Regions from separate parts of the Gossypium arboreum genome. Here region 2 is linked to region 1. A link is a contact called in public Hi-C data. All regions are on one chromosome and are shown on one strand. The core of a region is the stretch at or near the end of the contact, and the rest is flanking DNA. Distances in the headings are between cores, read along the strand shown. Region 1 holds the start of LOC108466541 (protein PLANT CADMIUM RESISTANCE 2-like). Region 2 holds the start of LOC108467245 (F-box protein SKIP28).

What was found. A called contact is a pair of places that touch in the nucleus more often than the background predicts.
Region 2: a Hi-C map of leaf shows a contact between it and region 1, with 4 times the contacts expected there. The contact joins the promoter of LOC108467245 here to the promoter of LOC108466541 in region 1. A contact is called at or near these places in 2 of 5 Hi-C or Micro-C datasets (both in leaf).

The regions. Positions count from the first base shown.
Region 1 is chr2:80,563,874-80,566,630 of ASM2569848v2, forward strand. LOC108466541 (protein PLANT CADMIUM RESISTANCE 2-like) reads right to left here and starts at 1,444. Exons shown (of 4, transcript XM_017766905.2): 1 at 542-1,444; 2 at 372-443; 3 at 74-286. The coding sequence starts at 728. It overlaps LOC108466567 (protein PLANT CADMIUM RESISTANCE 2-like), which reads right to left. Exons shown (of 4, transcript XM_017766944.2): 1 at 2,556-2,757; 2 at 2,337-2,408; 3 at 2,040-2,252; 4 at 1,577-1,923. The coding sequence starts at 2,733. The coding sequence ends at 1,838.
Region 2 is chr2:80,821,517-80,824,511 of ASM2569848v2, forward strand. It overlaps LOC108467245 (F-box protein SKIP28), which reads left to right and starts at 1,725. Exons shown (of 2, transcript XM_017767834.2): 1 at 1,725-2,244; 2 at 2,474-2,995. The coding sequence starts at 1,894. It also overlaps the pseudogene LOC108466849.

The DNA of each region.
Region 1 (2,757 bases), core at 194-2,693:
AAATGTAGATATATAAAATGATAATATTTAATGGAGTGAAAAGAAGGCTTAAAAATGTAAATTAATAACGTACCAATGTACATATCGAAGCCACGGCTTTTAAGCTCGCGGTATTCTTGACACAAGGCGCAGACCTCGCAGCAAAGATGAAGGCACCAATCTGGGTACGGTGTCTCTGCCAACATGTATTGATTCCTCATTCTTGAGCGATAGAAGCATGAGTACATACAAGCTAGCCCCGACATCCAAAATATTATTGAGTACAGAACTCCACTTGCTAGGCATGCTGCAACTCACGCATTCAAATAACTAACTAAAACACCAAGCCAATTAACTTTAAACCAAAAAGAAGAAAAAAAGAAGAAGCTTACAGACTGATCCATTATCGACAATCTCAGCAATCTGTCCGAAGGTGATGCAAGGACAAAAACATGTGATGATACCTAAAAAAAACATTTCAATATGATAACAAATTCCCATTTTCGGGTTCCAAAAAAATTTAAAAAAATAATAGAAGGAAAAGGAAAAAGGAAAAGCTTACAGTTTGGAATATCGTAGCAGCAATCACAGAGTCCTGTAGACCACAGGACTTTCCCAGCAGGGTGCATGTAATAGTTTTGATTACGCATTTGCTGGTTTGGGTCAGCAACAGGAGCGAAAGGTGGTGGAGCCGGTTGCCCATACTGATAAGGTGCTGGTGGCCATTGTGGATGTTCTGTTGGGAACATGGCGATGGTGGGTGGGTGTTCTATTAAAGAGTTACCCTATTAATTCAATACAGAAAAAGAAGACGAATGGATGGATGTTGAAAGGCTTTTGAAATCTATTGGGGGGGGGGGGGGTGGGTGGGGAAAGAAACCTATTCAACGAGAACAGATTTCCTCTGCTCCCCTTTGGTGTCCGTCTTTCTGATTCTTCTTTCTTCTTTTTTTACCGACAGATTTCGTTTCCTCTTTTTTTTGGGGCTCCAATTCTAAATATTATTTCGACACGTGTTGAAAGTTATTTGTTGTTTATAAACACTTCATTTATTTATTTATTTATTTTAACATATATGATAAAAAACAACCATTGAATGGACACCAAAAGAGGCACGAAATGAGGAAGAGAAATGGGTTTATACTGAAACTTTGCAAGACAAGTCTGCTGAATGTCTTTAATTAATCTACACCCATTTCTAACCAAATATGCCAAACCTTTTTCTATGTAATTTTCAGTTAAATCACCAAACGTTTTACCACCTTGAGATATTCTAAAATCACCTGTTTTGTTTACCAAACCATGACAACCTAATTACAACCAAAATGGTTTCTTTTTGCTTAATATTAATATATATTTAATTAATGAAGGAAATAATAAAATATTTACAGCTAGATTTTTTAAATTTCTTTTTCTTTCAATTCCCAATACTTTTTTTTTATTTAGATTAAATATAAATTAATTCCCCTTTACCTATTTTATCAAATTTATTGTACCAAGGGACTATCCCAGCAGGCTGTATGTAATTTTGAGTAGGTTTTATTTGAGGTAATGGCAAACCAGTTGCCCAAAGTAATGAAATGCTTATATATAGATATTTTAATTTCAAAAAAAAAAAAATGTGATATTTCATCGCAGCTAATGTAATATATCAAATGTACAAGACTTTAATATATAATGACGACACTCAACCTCACTCACATCAAATGAAAGACTTAATCGAAAACCGTCCTAAATATAGGTGCGAATATCTTTTTCATGCCACTTCTCCATCATTGGAGCCACAGTGGCATCACATGAATAATAACAACAATAATAAAATAAATATCATAGAGAACCATCCAAAATATAGATGAAATTATCTTTTCATGTCACTTTCCATCACCGGAGCCGATGGCATTTGGAGGCCTTGATTTTGCTGCCTCGCCATATTTCCATGCCATCCTACATATTTCAAACCAAAAGACAAATAAGACCATATGGAAATGCATGGAATTAAGTGAAAATTTAAAATAAAGTATTTCTTTTCTTCAAAATAAAAATAAAAATAAAAATAGTACCAAGGGACATGTCGAAGCCACGGTTTTTGAGCTCGCGATATTCTTGACACAAGGCGCAGGCCTCGCAGCAAAAATGAAGGCAGCAATCGTTGCAAGGCCTATCTTCCAACATGTATTCACTCCTCATCCTGGAACGATAGAAGCAGGAGTATATGCAAGGACACCCCGTCAATATTCCAATTAATGCGTACAGTGCTCCACTTACTCCGCATGCTGCACCATTTTTTACATATTAACCCACCGCCCTTTCTTCCTTATAACTTGCATCTTATTCAATCCAAAAAAAAAAAAACTTACGGGTTGATCCATGGTCGACGATCTCAGCAATTTGTCCAAAAGTGATGCAAGGACACCAACATGTGAGGCAACCTGTAAAAATTCAATTAAATAAAGTAAGTACAAAAAAAAAAAAGAAAACAATGATGAGAGTAACTTAAAATCTCAAAAAGAAAGACTATTTTGGGTTTAGACAGGAACAAAAAAGGATGAGAGGTTTAATAGAAAGGAAAAGCTTACAGCTAGGAAGATCAGAGCAGCAATCACAGAGTCCGGTGGACCAAGGGACGTTCCTAGGCGGTTGCGTGTAATTTTGCTGAGGATATTGAGGGTTAATGGGAACACCAGTTACTGGAGCTTCTTGCACAAAGTGATGAGGATTTGCGGAGGTTGATTGGTTCGTGGGGTTTTTGGTCATGACTGCAGATGTTGTGTTCTTCAG
Region 2 (2,995 bases), core at 475-2,974, 260 kb after region 1:
GCATATTAAGTGGAGGGGTTTGAATGCAAATTCAAGGAGTCTTCAAGAGTCGTTTTGCAAGCCAAATAATCATCCAAACAAGCTGATTGGGTCAACATGTGGGACGGTTTTGGGCAGCCCAGTGCTCAGTTGGATTAGTTTTCTTAGTTCAGCTTAACTGGGCCTCTTTTCATAATTAATTAATAATAATTATTTAAGCCAAAATAATTTGGATTAAAATTAGAATTAATTATATTATGAATTAATATTCATAATTTGGACCATCTTAAGCTGAAAAATTAATTTGCCTTGATGCTTCGAAAAATTGCTTCTCGGTTTTGTGCTTTCAGTAGTGTCTACCGAGTCGTTTTTCGCCCTTTGTGCAAATCTATCAAAAATAAACTAAAATTTAATATAAAATTAATTAAAATTCAACATGTTCAGACTTTAAGTGCAATTTAATTATTTTATAATTATTATATATTTTCGACAAGAATTTTATTGAAACTACATGAATTTGAGTATAAAAGGGCATGAAAAAGTGTGTATATTTTCGTGTTTTCATAATTAATCAAAAGACAAATTTTTTATCATTGGTCAAAAGTTATATATAATTTAATTTTTGAAAATAATTATAACTATTCAAACAATATTACTTGAATAGTTATAAAATTAAAGAATAATTATTATTTTTTATTTATTCATAAAGACACCTGTCTAAAGATGTCTATATGAAGAGACATAAAAAATTTTTATAAATAATAATGGGATTTCATTTGGAAATTACACCACCAAATTCTAAAAATATCTTTTTATTTTCAGTGCTTGGTGGACTATTCTTGTCAGTGCAAAACGCAAATAGTCATTGATTTTATTATATCCTGAAGCATAATTTGCTTGAAACTCGTTTGCTAGATAGAGACGAATATAACTTAAAGATAGTGGCTTGATACATACTTAGATCCTTATCTTATTTCTACTTTTTCTATTCGAATTCCATTCATGTGTTCGAAATTTTCCTCACAGAGATTTGTACTAACATAGTTATATTTATAAGGTAGACATTACAGCCAGAATGATCAACGGCGGCAAGGAACTTAACAGACTAGCAAGGAAGTGGCAGAAAATGACAGTGAAGGGGAGAAAGAGTTTATTTACCGGGGACATCCAAGCAAAAGTTATAGCAGGCGGTGTCGATGAATCACCGGTGGCTGAAACAGGTCATTTTGTCATCTACACAGCAGATCAGAAGCGGCATCATGTGCCCTTGTCATATCTCAGCAACAACATATTTGTTGAACTCTTAAAGCTTTTCGGAGGAAGAGTTTGGTCTATCAAGTCTTGGTCCTATAACGTTGCCCTGTGATTCGGCCTTGCTCGAATACATGATCTTCATTGTTGGACAAGAGTTGGATAGACACCAGGAGAAAGCTCTGTGTAGGTCCATATCTCCAAGTTGCTACTCCCTTTGCACATCTTTGCATCAAGGACGGACATGTCAACAGTGACTTGTTTGTGGATGGTGAACAACTTACAGTTGAAAAATGTAAATGATTGAAACTACCATAGTGTAATTATAGAAGGTGTTTAACACAACAATCTTAAGATCAGATTATAATCAGTTTAACATTTTTTTTTTTTTTAGTTTAATGTTCCATTTTTTCTTAAAACTAACAAAAAAAAAAGAACTTAGTCGTATGGTTGAATTTAAAGCTAGTCAACTATGGAGCAAATCCTTTGAGGGCAAGAAAAATGGATTACATATTTTGACAAACTCACAGTTCAACCCCTTCCTCCCTCCTGTCAACATCTTCTTTTTATTTCTCCTTTAGTTTAGGGCATATTTTGGTCGCTTATTTGTTAAGGAATTATATTCTCTATATATAATCTAGACAGTTCTTTCATCAAAACAATATGGAGATTGCAAAGAGCATGGAACTTGCAACCCTTTCACATAAACAATCCAGTTTTGCAGGGCCACCCCATGAGACTTTGTTTCTTGTCCTAGCCTACCTTCCATTATTTGAACTTCTGTCCATGAGTGAAGTTTGCAGGTCACTGAGAGATGCAGTGGAAAAGGATGTACTCCCATGGCTAAACATCATCGTTGAAAGGCCTTTGAGCTTGAGGTTGTCAGATGAGATTCTGATGAAAATTGCTTCAAAGGCAAATGGTAGGCTAAGAACCTTGGTTCTCATGTACTGTGCCAAAATTACAGATGATGGGCTTCAAAGGGTAATCGACCAAAACCCTCTTATCAGTAAGGTACGAATTTTTTTATTATTTTCTTTTTTTCCAAATATCCTTCCTTTTAGGATATGGAATGGATAAGATTTCAATGGCAGGGTTTCGTTTTCCTCTATCTTATATATGTGTGGAACAAAAACAACCAGACTCAACTCTAAATTATGATTTTCTTTCCCCTGCAGTAAATACTACTTGTGTAATAAAGACATTAATATAAACTAAGAAGTTGTTTTATATATTGATTCAGCTTCACATACCAGGTTGCACTGGCTTAACCCCTGATGGAGTAATAAGAGCTCTGCAGAAGCTATCCGACTTCCAAGATGGCCTAAAAAGCCTTTGGATAAACGGCATTGCCAACATGAAGAAAGAACACCTCGAAAGGCTTCAATTTTACCTCCAAACAAACCAAAAACTGCAGCAGATTCAGCAAAAGAGACAGCCTCTCTTATATCATAATTACAGAAGGTTGCAAGCATATAGATGGGAAGAACTTGGGAGAGTTATTGATGTGGAACTTTGTCCCAAATGCAATGAAGTAAGGGTTGTATTTGATTGTCCTAGAGAGGAATGTAAAAGGAAGGCAGAGAATTCAATGACTGGATGTAGGATGTGCATGTTCTGCATTCCAAGGTGTGAAGAATGTGGCAAGTGTGTCGAAACTGGAGACTTGGAAGAAACTGTTTGTGCTGATACTCTTTGCCCAGATTGTTGGATTCAGCTTCCCAAATGCAATTTCTGTAATAAGCCATGCTGTACTCAACATGCC